2 separate regions of the Danio rerio genome follow, and region 2 is linked to region 1. The links are chromatin contacts, called in public Hi-C maps. All regions are on one chromosome and are shown on one strand. The core of a region is the stretch at or near the end of the contact, and the rest is flanking DNA. Distances in the headings are between cores, read along the strand shown.

Region 1 (6,639 bases), core at 2,910-5,409:
TAATAAGAACTATTGCAATGTGAAGAAACTTTCAACCAGCACAACAAATTTTTTTTTTTAAGACAATCACCTACTGCACCTTTAAGGGCATGTCTGAACCCACTTTTGCTCTTTTAAGAACAGAAAAATACACAATGTGCCCCGGCGCATGGTCTAGCAGAGTTATGTGTGTGTTTTGAGTGTAACGTGCATTAAACCAATCAGACTCTTAACTCACAGTCCCTTTAAGAGGCATTCTCACAGTTGCCTTGCACCATGGTGCATTTGCTATTTACATGGTAGATTTTGTTTGAGGAAAACCTAAACACTTCACTAGCGAGAAAACAGTAAAACAGACCATCTGTAGCGTGGATAAAGAATGAATTAATTTACTTTACTTTTACTCTTTACTTTACTCCTTTACTTTTATGGATTAGGAAGCGGTGTTGTGCGCACTCCTCTGAAGACATTCATTAGCCTACATAATTAATTTAGTTTGTTAAGCGTTAAGATTTGTTTCAAAACTATTTCTAAATTCAGTTGTAATTTCCTGCAAACTAACAAATGAACAATAATAATGAAGTGTGGTGAAGTGAGTTATATCCAAAAACACATCCTATTCTTAGGCCCCATTTGGTGATGCAGACATCACCAAAACCTGACAGGTGGACAAATCTAAACTTTGTTTTTAATAAAACAAATATGAATATGCATATAATAAATAATATTGCTAATAATAATAACATTATACAAATGCAAATTGTCATGAATAAACTGGAAAAAGACCCCCCGACATGAGGCACAGAGGCAGTGTTTTTTTATTTTTTATATAAAAAATAATAATTTTTGTATCAATTTAATCCTTTATTCTTTTTATATGTAAAGATATTTATGTATTTCTGTACATCCTGTGTGTATTAAGGAATGTGTAAGCTTGGATGCATAACTATTGTGCTTTGCGCTGGATTTTAGACCTGCTTTTACTTGGTCAATGGCGCTGTCTATTTCAGTTCCTCAAAATAGCAACGCTCCATCAATGTGCCTTACACACCTCCTTTATAGATAAGCACGACCATAAGTCCAAAGTGGCGCAAATGAATTTGCTATTTAAACAGCATGGTGCAAAAATGACCGTTACACTGGTCTGAAAATATTAACAAATCACGCCATACACATTTTGCACCGGGTATATGATAGGTTACTCTGAGATGAATTCATGGTCCTTGGTGATTCTCATATAGACGTCAATGGTTACAGGTTTTCAGGTTAAAAATAAACCAATAAAAATAAAGTCCAAATCAATAGGCTTTGCTCGAAGAAACACACTGAGGTCTTGTGAAACGAAACGAATGGTCTGGGTAAGAAATGGTAGATTATTTTCAATATTATTAACTTTGATCCACAGCCTGGTAAGAATGTTCTGATTTTGATAAAAAGATGATTCCACGGTGGGTGTGGGCATATATTTTATGGTTATTTACTGTATTTATTAAGTAAACTCTTGCTACAGATTTTTTACTGTAGCATTTTTTACGTTATTTTATCATTAAAATGACAGCCATTTTTACAGTGTGTGTGTCAATGGGACTTGCCTAGTGTTGTGTTGTTCGACTCATTCATTCAGTGTTAGACAGGTGCAATTGACCAGAATGATTAGAGGATGTGGCTTATTGTTACACACACTCTTAAGTTTGACACAAGCGCTGGATTATAGATTCCAGTAAATCTCATTTATCACAAACACACATTCACAGATTTACTAAGCCCCTCTCAGTGTGTTTATGAATGTGTGTGTGTGTGTGTGTGTGTGTGTGTGTGTGTGTGTGTGTGTGTGTGTGTGTGTGTGTGTGTGTGTGTGTGTGTGTGTGTGTGTGTGTGTGTGTGTGTGTGTGTGTGTGTGTGTGTGTGAATATGGTAGCACATGAATCATACAGCTGAATGTGATAAAAGAGCTTTTTCGGGAAAAGCGTGGAGAAGCGGGAAGGCAGGAAAGCAGGCGGTGTGTGTGAGAGAGAAACGTTCAGAGAAAACTCCTGGTAGTCTGTGATATCATCTCTGTTACAAATCATTTCCAGTGTGTGGATTTACAGTTTTTTAAATCCTAATTATTGCAGCATGTTACTTTTTACATCTTGAAGAAGCAGTTTGGAAGATGCACGGCCATATTGGTTCTGCTCAGGGTCAGATAGTAAACTTTAAGGGCTCTTATTTGAATTTTTAAGTGCAAAGCGTAGGGCGCAAAAGCAAAAAGAGTGTGTCAGAATCCACTTTTGATAATATAAGGACGGACAAATACGATTTGCGCCGTGGCACATGGTCTAAAAGGGTTCAACTTAATCTCTTAATGAGTTATAGGTGAGAATAAACCAATCAGAGTCTCATCTCCCATTCCCTTTAAGAGTCAGTTGCGTCACACCATAGCATTTGCTATTTACATGTCGAATTTTGTAAGTGAAAAAACTGAACGCTTCGGGCTCTATTTTGACGATCCATGCGCAAAGTGCAAAGCGCAAAGCGCAGGGCGCAAACGCATTTAGGGCATGTCAGAATCCACTTTTGCTAATATAAGGACAGAAAAATCCATTTTGAGCCAGGGCGTATGGTCTAAAAGGTTTTAGCTTATTGTCTAATGAGGTGTGTTTTGAGAATAAACCAATCAGAGTCTCATTTCCCATTCCCTTTAAGAGTCGGTTGCGTTGTGCCTTAGCGCATTTGCTATTTACATGACGTAAAGTAAGTGTAAGTGGAAAAACTGAGCATTTCACTAGCAAGAAAACAGTTAAACAGAGCATCTACAGCTGAGAATGAGAGATGAGCCTCCTCATTATTTAGGCGTACTTTCACTTCCGTTCTTGTGGATAGGGAAACCTTGTATGCACAGACATCAATTAGACTATAAATTATTTATTTTGTTTGTTAAGTGCAAATATTGGTTTCAAAGCTATTTCTAAATTCAGTTATAATTACCAGCAAACGAATTTTAATGAACAATAATAACGAAGTGTAACCTTGAGTTATATTCTAATACACATGCTAGGCCCCATATGGTCTAAAACCAGGTGGGCAAATCTTAGCTTGTTTTTAATTAAACAAATATAAATATGCATATAATAAATAATACTGCTAATAATAATAATAACATTATACAAAAGCAAATGGTCATAAATGAACTGAAAAAGCCCCGAGATGAAGAAGGCATAAAAAGTATGGTTTTTATATTTATGTTGGCTAGAAAATAATATGTTTTGTAATATTTTAATCCTTTATATTTATATCCTATATATATATATCCTTATTATATCCAACATATATCCTTATTATAGCCTATATATATATACATATATATATATATATATATATATATATATATATATATATATATATATATATATATATATATATATATATATATATATATATATATATATATATATATCCTTATTATAGCCTATATATATATATATATATATATATATATATATATATATATATATATATATATATATATATATATATATATATACCCAGGCTCTAATTTCAGCAGTCTTTTGCGACTGTTTGTACCTGTCATGAGGTGTTTTGCCTTCAAACCATTCAATGGGATAAGGCGCTTTTGCATTGTCCATATTTTTACAGTCATTGGTTCGAATATACAGTTATGTACAGTATAAAATCATAATATCTGTACAAATGCATATAAATATGTGCAAATGTGTGGAGCTTATATTGAGTGATGTATGTTTGCACTTCTGTCTTTAAAAGTCCTGATCCAAATAGTCTCTGGATGAAGAGGAGGATGATAAAATTTATTTTTTGCATAAGAATACACACACACACACACACACACACACACACATGCAGTCTTTAATAAATGCAAAAGCAGATAGCTTCTCCTATCCTCTTTTCCAAAATTGTGTTTTTTCCAAAACTCTGTCTTTGTCATTCCTCGCTCTTCTTTCCTTTTAAAAATGAGGCAAAACTTCATTCTTTTATTGATGCTTCTTATGTCTGCTTCTAATCCATGGTTTGCTTTATTTTTTTTCCTCCAGTGATAGAAAGATTTTTGGATGTTGACCCAGATAAAGGAAAAAAAAGTTTGACAGGCCTGCCAAGTCTCTGGGCTTGGCTTTTTGAGCGACTCCAAACCAGTTTGCTCTGGTTGGGTTGCCAAAGCAGGCGGGAGGTAGAAATGTGTGTGCGCATGAGTGTGTCGGGCAGAGAGAGCATATTTCATGAAATTATGAGAGAATATGAGGGAGTGCGAGTGGGATTTTTAAAATTATATAACACGGAGACACAGTTCAGCATTGTGTCGCGTTCTGGTCTCAGATCAGTGCTGCTGTAGAGGGTGGAGGATCAGACGAAAGGAAGAATCTCATTACCACTGCTTCTCTGTAAGCCGTCATTCTCCAGCATGGCTCAAACATTACATAATTACCAGTGTTGAAAGGGGTAGCTGACTTTTACATGGAGCAACTAGTCAACAATAATAATAATAATAATAATAATAATAATAATAACATTGTATTCAGTAAATCCCGTATAATTTCAAACCTTTTCTATGAATTATTTTAAAGATTTTTAGCAGATTCTCAATTATGCATTTTTTCTCATTTTCACTGAAAACAGGAGCTGTCAAACTTTAAAATAATATATATTTAAAAAACAAAGTATAGCTCTTAAAGTATTCCCACGTCCTACAAAAAAATAGTTTGACGAATATACAAAAATTTTATTTATTTTTTATTGAAATATAGTTTTGAATTATTTATACACTTCGGTATACTTTAATGGTGGTTCATTTCCTGAACCCTAATGAATAAATGGACTAAGCCGAAGGAAAATGAATGAATGAAGCCGCCTTTTCACTGACCATGACATTTGGACACGACTGTCAGAATACACCCCCTTGTGGCTATTGCACAGAATTTTCTGTTTTGTTGTGCACCATGGGAGAGAATCTGTTTTCGCAGTGTCCGAAATAAAGGAGTGCAAAAGCAAGAGCCTTTATTCTCTGTGTGTTCACCATGGTTGGATGAATGCAATAAACTCATAGACTGCTAAAAATTTGTAGGGAATGTGGAGACAACATAATTTAAAAAAAAAAATTTATACTCGTTTATTAATATAAATACAATTTTTAATATAAACTTTTTTCCTACTTAAAAAAAAACAGTATTTGTCATCTTGCGTGCACTGACCTGCTTGTACAACACTGGAATACATCATATCCAGTCGTCCAGGAGTTCAAATATTTCAACGGATCCACAGCTTAAATCGGATTTTAATTTTCCACATATGGAGATGCTCTGAACTCCACGCAGCTCCTGGACTATTCTCCATTGGAAATGAATGACTTCCGGTCTGTTGCTTGTCGTTTATTGTGTGCAATGTAAAGGCCCCTTGAGAATACTTTAATATTTTTTATTTTAAATAATGTCTTTAGCTTTTGAGTTTTCATCTTATTTTTTTAATTAGTTTAAATAGATTTCGTAATTTCATTGTGCGCTTTTTTCATTTCAATTCATTTAAATACATTTCTCATTTATTTTATTTTTGTAATTTAACTCTAACGGATTATTTGTGTGTTTTTGAGGTTTTTGATTAAAATATTTATAGCTTCAGGTTTGTTATTTACTTAAAAATATTCATAATGGTTTTTGTATGTTACGCCTGATTCACATGGGTCTTCAGCGTCAACGCTTGACAGAGGGCGTGTGTGAAATTGGGGCTGACGCGATCATCATAGCAGCTTCAGTCAATGAAATTAGTCCGCAATCAAATACTGTCTGAGCTGGTGTATATGCATAAAGCAATCTGATTGGTTGCCGCGTCTGTTTATGCTTGAAAAGTTGAAAAAGTTCCTAACTTCTGCAGCGAGCAATGCCACTGAAGCGGCGCCGACGGAACCACAATGCAGTTCTACAACACCTGACCACCATTTCAAAGTGAATAGGAACATTGGTGCTGATGCTCCGTGTGAATTGGACGTTAATCCTTTCACATATATGTTTTAAACCATTCTGTTGACCCCCCACATTTTTAATTTGACAGTAATTTTAACATTTTCATGCCGATTATTCTGTTTTGATCACATGATCGCATGCATGATCTCATGACACACCACAGCACATTGATTTATCTATATATGGTGTTTTGTTGATTTTCCCCCCTCTTTTTTCTGCAAATATTTACAAATTTGGTAAGGGTGTCAAAATTAATTGTTTCTTCAATGCACCGATGCAGACGCGGACAATTCGGTATCGATTCAGTAATTTATCATAAGCAGTTATTACGTACTGACGTCATTCATCTCATATGCGATACATTGTAGCTTACTATAGCGAAGGAGGTGAGCGCAAGTAATTAAAATGCTCCAGCTACTTAAAAACACACAAACTGTGCACAGTTAACTGCATGTGTGTTTGATGGACAGTCTTTCACTGACAGTGAAGTTACAGCAGAAGCCCCCATTTCAATGCTATAGAGAAACTGAAAGTAAACTCCATTTCTCTCTCTCTTTCTCTCACTGTGGCCCTTTGACCTGCTGGCATAACATTTCCTCTGCTGCTTGCTGTTACAGCGATACTTCTAGATTCAGACACAAGGGCATGTCTGCAGAGCGAGTTTTCTCCACCGCGTCAATCATGGATCAGCTGC
Region 2 (7,647 bases), core at 4,249-6,748, 51 kb after region 1:
TGTGGAGTTTGCATGTTCTCCCTGCCTTCGCGTGGGTTTCCTCCGGGTGCTCCGGTTTCCCCCACAGTCCAAAGACATGGGGTTCAGGTGAATTGGGTAGGCTAAATTGTCCGAATGTGTGTGGATGTTCCCCAGACATGGGTTGCGGCTGGAAGGGCATCCACTGCGTAAAAACTTGCTGGATAAGTTGGCGGTTCATTCCGCTGTGGCGACCTCGGATTAATAAAGGGAATAAGCCGACAAGAAAATGAATGAATGAATGAATGAGATGTCATTGTGAAATTTGTATATTTATTCCTGATATCTTTACACACTCAAAACAATCAAAAGATTTCTGATGCTTGTTCAAAGGGCCTATTTCAAATGAGCTGATTCTTGAAATTTTAAGGAGATAACTTAATTGTTTTATGTTCAAGCCATTTAAATTTGGAAAAGAGACAACATTCATCAGTTCACAGCATTAACCTTTTAGATACAATAGTATTTGGATGCAGACTTTATGATGCAATGTCAGACACAATGCACTCGATGGAGTGAGTGAGGTCACTGTGACGGGTAGGGTTAGGGGTGATGTTAGGTGATCGCATTAAAAAGCATTGGATGCAGCTCAGATTGCACTGCACCAGGTCTGCATCCAGACCCCTCTCTTTAGATAGGCCTGTGCAAAAAAGTTCTGGCTTTTATATGGAGTTTTTGGAAGTAAAACAGCAGATTATAGTGTGTGTGGATAAATATTCGTACTATGTTTACTATGGCCTGAGAGCTGAGATGCTTAATGTTTGTTTTTCAAACATACTGTATCAAGGTAAGTGCTCAAAGATCTCGCTTTCTTCACCTCTCACACACTACATATAGCCCCATATAAAAGGCAGAAACAAAGTTTTTTTTTGCACTGCAACTGCTGATCAACAGTAAAAATTACAAAAAAGGGAAAACCACCAACAATCAGGAACTCTTGATATTCGGTGTCATGGATTTGTAATTAAAAATGAGTCAAAGTTGCAAAAACAGTCACAAACATAATGTAAGTGTAGTAAATTTCCCAGTGTGTACTGTTGAGTTTTTGAAAAATTCTAAGCATTTTCCCGAAATATGTCTTAAAATAAGATTTGTCCCCAAAAATCATTTCATTTGCTGAAACACTGAGAAAGATGTGGCCAAATAACACTGAAAATGTGGATGAAAACATTCCCAACAACACACAAGGGTTTAACGTTCACACTATTGGTCCTGTGACTTCACCAACGTGTCTTTTTATCATCTGTAAACTGTGTTTGTGTGTTGCAGAACTCCATGAAGGTGATGTTTAAGTGTCTGTGGAAGAACTGTGAAAAAGTCCTCAGCACCTCCTCAGGGATCCAGCGCCACATCCGCACCGTCCACTTGGGGTAAGAGACACTCACACCCGTCTGTCCCGCCGTCACCAGTTACATTAATGCAATGAATGTCTTTCAAATCTACATAACAGATTTTCCCCAAAGAAAATATCTCAAAATGTTACTAAAATGTGTTATTTACATTTAGCAGGATGTCCGCAGGGCATTCAGGAAATTTAAAACATTTTAAATTTCCTGAAATATTGTGTTGTAGGTCTTAATCATTTTTAACAGATCTTCATTTTCACATTTCAAATCAACATCATCAGATTTTTAAATTTAATTTTTTATTTTTTTATTTTGATAAAGCAAGTAAAATCTTTTTCATGAAACATCTTTTCAAATAAAATAGGATTTAAACATAACTTTACTTAAACATAACTTTCCTTAAGATATGTTTTTTAAAACAGCATGTAAAAAGCCTTAATTCTCCCCTGCTTGTAAAAGTGAAAAAGAAAGGGAGGTGCATTTTTGTCAAAATTGAGTTATTCACATATTAAATGACATCTTATTTACATTATGTGATGTTTTTTTTATGAGTTGTTTACATTTTAAAACTTTTTATTTAAAAACAAAAATGATTTATCTACAAAGTTGAACTCTTATCAGCATTTTTAATGCACCCCTATAGTTGAATTTAAAAAAATAAGAATAATATAAGAATTTTTTAAATAAAATGAATCTATAATTTGTTGCCCACATATTTAAATAAATTATATATAGTACATATGTATTTTTAGTCTACAAAGATTTAACTTATTTTTCAAAGCATTGAATAAAAATACTAATAAAACTATATATATAGGCTATATATATATATATATATATATATATATATATATATATATATATATATATATATATATATATATATATATATATATATTTTTTTTTTTTTTTTTTTTTTTTTTTTTTTTAAAGGGTATTTTAATGTATTGCTTTTACAAACTTATAAAGCATATTATTGCCATGGCATATAATGCACAATGCTTCTCCAATCCAGTTCTATGAATCTGAGTTCTACGAATCTGAGTCTTTCATAATACAAACACTGATTTACTGTCTCTCTCCTTCTCTCCCTGTATTTTCTCTACTCTTCTCGTGATGAAGACTTGATTATAAACCTAAAAGTATCCGAAATCACACACACTATACCTCTTCTCTCCCATCTCTCTCCTCTTCTGGGCCTTTCTCTCTCTCTCTCCCTCTCTCCCTCCTTTTCTGTCTGTCTCTCACACGATGAATCTAGTCCGCGCTGCGCTGCCGTTAGCCTCCTCCGCCTGGTTAATGCTAGCTTCTCATCATTTAAAGTTACCATAACGTCTTCTTCTGTACCCTCAATCTCCTAATCATGGGTCTGTTTAAAGATGGTGTGTATGGAAAATGCCTCAATAAATATGCCTCCTCTCCTCTTTCTCTCGCGTTTGCTAAATCCACTTGTCCACTCATTTTTGATCTATGACAGATATAACGTTACACTAAAGTCCGCTCAGTTTAGTGCGGGTTATTACAAAACTGACGTTTCCCCGCTTGACCAATTACAGCATTCTGTTTAGTTAAAGAAAGAAAGGCAGTTTAAATATAATAATAATATTAATATGTGATCGCGATTTTTTTTGCTCAGAGGAAATACAGTTGTCTGAGCAATATAGTTTTTGCAGAGAGGGAGGCACCTATAATAAGGCTAAACATTATTAAATACCCACGAGACACTTGTGACTTTATATCACATTTGCATTATTTTTAAACAATGTTTCCTTCCTGTTAAAAATAAATATATTTCCAATCTGATATGTAATGGGGAGGAAAAAAGTAGCACGAGTTCAGCTGATGGTGGATTCGAACCGAGTTTATGATTAATCGCGGCAAAAGATGAATCTGTGCGCCTTACAAGGTGCGCCACCGCGGCTGTAATGATCAACAGCTCTTTACTCATGTTGTCTCTATCAATCAGGTATCGATGAGCGTAAATCCTGAATAGCTTATGCCAACTAGATGCGCTATTTGCAATTAGCCAAAAAAGACACTCCGAAATTGTCTTTTTTTCTCCCCCCTCGCAGGGGCCCCTAGTGCGCACGGGCCCTTGGGCCTGTGCCCATAAGGCCCATTGGTTAATCTGGCCCTGCGAACCACACAAAATGGAGATGTGTGTAAATGTGACGATTAAGAAGCATTTCCTTTACATTGAGATTCATTCATTCATTCATTTTCTTTTCGACTTAGTCCATTTTTTAATCTGGGGTCACCACAGCGGAATGAACCACCAACTTATCCAGCATATGTTTTACACAGCGGATGCCCTTCCAGCTGCAAACCATCACTGGAAAACACCCATACACACTTAATCACACACATACACTATGGCCAATTTTAGCTTAGCCAATTCACCTATACCGCATGTCTTTGGACTTGTTGGAGAAACCAGAGCACCCGGAGGAAACACACACCAACACAGAGAGAACATGCAAACTCCACACAGAAGCGCCAAGTAAACCAGCTGAGGCTCGAACCAGCAACCTTCTTGCTGTGAGGCGATCATGCTACCCACTGCGCCATGCACCGCATTGCCGACATTGAGATGAAATATTACATTTTACATTGTTGAAAAAGAGATGAATATTAAAAAATGTAGATATTAAATGTGAAATATATTTGTTTGTTTACATATAGTCAGTGAATAGGCAACACATTTGGACTCATTTGGTCATCGTCTGTTTCTTTTAAAGTCTTTAAATTTAATATTAAGCCTTGAAAAGCAAATACTTTATTTAATTAATGGGGCATATAATTCAATGAATATAATTCAATAATTCATATAGAGCATACAATTTTATAAATATTAACATATTAATTTGATAAAATTAACATCTGCACTGGAAAAAATATTTAGCACAGCATTGCATGCTTAATTGGAACAAGAAAAAAATATTCATCCTAAAACATGAAATAAATGTTGTAGAAAGCAAAAATGTAACTTTCTCAAGCATCAACATATTGTTACAACACCAACTTATATATTTTTTGATTGTATTTCTTGAAAAGTAATGCTTCAATAAATGATCTGCCAGATAGAACCTTATAACTCCAAATGGAAAATGACTTTTCAGAATTAGCAGGTTCTATCTGCATTTACCGTGGTTTTTTTACTCTAATTTGCAAATGTAAGAGAACTTTGATTATTTACATTCAGAGAACCCTTTGGGTCTCTGTCATGGTAATGTATGAAAGAGAACTGTTACACACATATTGTTTGCTATATGGAATGCAAAACCTTTGAAGCTCAATATCTCAAAATCATTCAGAACGCAGATAGAACCTTATAATTCCAAAGTGACGATATGTTTAGGGTAATGACTTCATTAAATATGATGACAGACATTCAAAGCCTGATTTTTATATTTTAATAGAAGTTTTGAATGTAAATATGACGTGACAATATGACGTCTTATATGAAAACTGCCAGAATGACTGTTATGGTAACTCTAGTAGTTATAGAATTTTGGTAGTTTCAGTGTTAAACCTTTATGAGTTTCTTTCTTCTGTTAAACACAAAACAACATTTTAAAGAAGAAGAAAAAAAATTAGAAAACTTTAACCGTTGATATAGATATAACAGAAACCTTGAAATTCAATGTTTTCTTCAAAGTATTTTTTTGTATTGAAGAATCAGAATTCAGATTTCTGGGTGAACTATACTTTCAATTAAATTCAGCATTTCTTCTTGAATATCAAAGTAGCTGTATTTAAACTTGCATTTTAAAAATCCCCAATGACAACAAGCTCTAATGTTCTACTGAAGAAAAAAGTGGCCTATATTTGGGATGGCCTGAACATGAGTTTTCATTTTTTGGAGAACTGACTTTTATGAACACCAGTTAAGAAAATGACTCCTGAAGAAAAATGGCAATCATCATCAAGCATCATATAACCCGCTAAACTCTGTTGTGAAGATGATTTAGAGCCATTTGGACTGTCTGTCATGGGACAGCTCAGGGTAAGCTACTCTTTCAGAGCACCATAACAGGAGCTACAGAGGGAAACACATTCTGATGTCGGTAGTAAGAGTGTTTTTATAGCCTCATGTTGCTACCTACCATCCCATGTTTACAGTCAGAGCCGCCGGTAAAGATGTTGGCACTGCTGCCACCTGCTGGCGGGTACATATAACAAGAGCTGCACGGTTTGGGGGGAAAACTTTACAATATTTAGTTTTTCTGCGATAGATAGATAGATAGATAGATAGATAGATAGATAGATAGATAGATAGATAGATAGATAGATAGATAGATAGATAGATAGATAGATAGATAGATAGATAGATAGATAGATAGATAGATAGATAGATAGATAGATAGATAGATAGATAGATAGATAGATAGATAGATAGATAGATAGATAGATACGAATACAATTTCATCAGATGACTCGAATAGCTTCATCAGATGATTTGAATAGTTGGGAAGAATTCATTTTTTTAAACATTCATTTAGGTGATTTTGTAGGAGAGTACATTTGAATAAATCATAATAAACACCTGATATGCATAGATGAATATAATAGAGCAAAGATAGAAAATGAAATAAACAGAGCATTTTGTTTTTTTGGGGGGTGTCTAACAGTATTCAGGTACAAATAATAAAGAATCAAATGGAAAATTCTATAAATAATTAACCCCTTTAGACCTGAATTATGATCTAAGTTTCAGAGAAAGGCTTCCATCAATGAGACTAAATGAAAATAATAAACATGTCAGCATTCTTTAAACTGTTTTTTGTCTATTTCAGTGAACATCATGTCAAAATGACTTTTAATTTAGAGGTTTTTGTTTTATAGCCTGCTTATTATTATATAATAGCAGACTTTAAAAAGACAGTTGATTTGTAATTTTAATTAGTAAATGTAATCCTTTTTTCTTCAATCTTTCAAATATTGTCAAATATATCAATAAATGTGAATAAAACCATTGAAAATGTTCCTTAATTCTGTGTTTTGAACCAAGCGCTGCCATGCTTGTCTTCAGCATTGTGGATATAACAGATAGAGCTTTACTGCCATTTGATTGGCTGACAATCATCCAATATCATGGACAGCAGACTTGCTGAATTCATTCATTCATAAAATTTCAGCTTTTACAATCAAAAGGAAAAAAAAATGTGTATCAAATGTCCGACTGCCATTAGAATTTTAAATACCAGCTTTCAAATCAAATGGAAAATGTCTTCATTGGATAAATAATGAACCCCGTCAGACCAGAATTATGATCCAAGTTTAAGAGGAAGGCTTCCATCAACAAGACTGAATAAAAATAATAAAAATGTCAACATTCTTTAATATTTTTTGTCTATTTCGATGAACATCATATCAAAACAGTTGTCTTTACATAATGTTTCTTTTGAATGTCACAAACTTAAAAATGACAACTTTTAATTTTAATTTGAGGTTTTTGTTTTATAGCCTGCTTATTATTATATAGAAGACAAAAATATTTTTTTTAATTCCTTATTTTATTTAAAGTTTGCAACTCTACAATCTATTTGTAACTTTAATTAGTAAAAGCTATCCTTATTCTACTATGCAATCTATCAAATATTGACAAATATTTCAATAAATGTGAATAAAAGCATTGAAAACGTTGCTTACTTTTATATTCAGAACCAAGTGCTGCCATGCTTGTCTTTAGCATTGTGAATATTTTTTATTAAGATTACAACAAACAGAGCCTCCTGCCATTTGATTGGCTGACAAACATCCAATATCATGGACAGCAGACTTAAAAGTAGATTAAATGCTCAAAAAAAAAATCTAAACAAAAAATACCCTGATATGTAATGTCTGTTGTAATGGACGCAGGACACAAAAGGGATAAACAAGATCAAGATATTCATTCATTTATTTCTTTTCACCTTTGTCCTTTTATTAATCAGGATTCACCACAGCAGAATGAACCGCCAACTTATTCAGCATATGTTTTACACAGCGGATGCTCTTAATCATACATATACACTACAGCCAATTTAGTTTACCCAATTCACCTATGGCGCATGTCTTTGTACTTGTGGGGGAAACCAGAGGAAACCCACACGAACGCGGGATGAACATGCTAACTTCACACAGAAATGCTACCTGACCCAGCTGGGGCTTGAATCAGCGACCTTTTTACTGTGAGGCGACATCGCTCCACACCATGTGGACCTATGCATCCTAACACAAGTCTACTAAATCTGACTATCATGTCTGTGTGTTTTCAGGCGAAATGGAGATTCTGACTACA

Evidence for each region. Hi-C and Micro-C count contacts between places; a contact is called where the count stands out from the background.
Region 2: a contact with region 1 is called in a Hi-C map of skeletal muscle, with 2.1 times the contacts expected there. The contact joins two enhancer-like sites. A contact is called at or near these places in 3 of 18 Hi-C or Micro-C datasets (caudal fin, skeletal muscle and an unstated tissue).

The regions. Positions count from the first base shown.
Region 1 is chr23:16,204,137-16,210,775 of GRCz12tu, forward strand. The region is part of intron 2 of slc2a4rg (SLC2A4 regulator); the gene reads left to right. Among named protein-coding and RNA genes, the nearest start is that of slc2a4rg, 75 kb to the left of the region's middle. Within about 2 kb of position 4,160, at least 27 of the 62 cell types and tissues checked have an H3K27ac peak or open chromatin away from gene starts, as enhancers often do. A contact at or near this core is called in caudal fin and skeletal muscle, where this site is marked.
Region 2 is chr23:16,254,078-16,261,724 of GRCz12tu, forward strand. It overlaps slc2a4rg (SLC2A4 regulator), which reads left to right. Exons shown (of 9, transcript XR_012398873.1): 5 at 1,288-1,388; 6 at 7,625-7,647. Among named protein-coding and RNA genes, the nearest start is that of gss, 53 kb to the right of the region's middle. Within about 2 kb of position 5,499, at least 16 of the 62 cell types and tissues checked have an H3K27ac peak or open chromatin away from gene starts, as enhancers often do. A contact at or near this core is called in caudal fin and skeletal muscle, where this site is marked.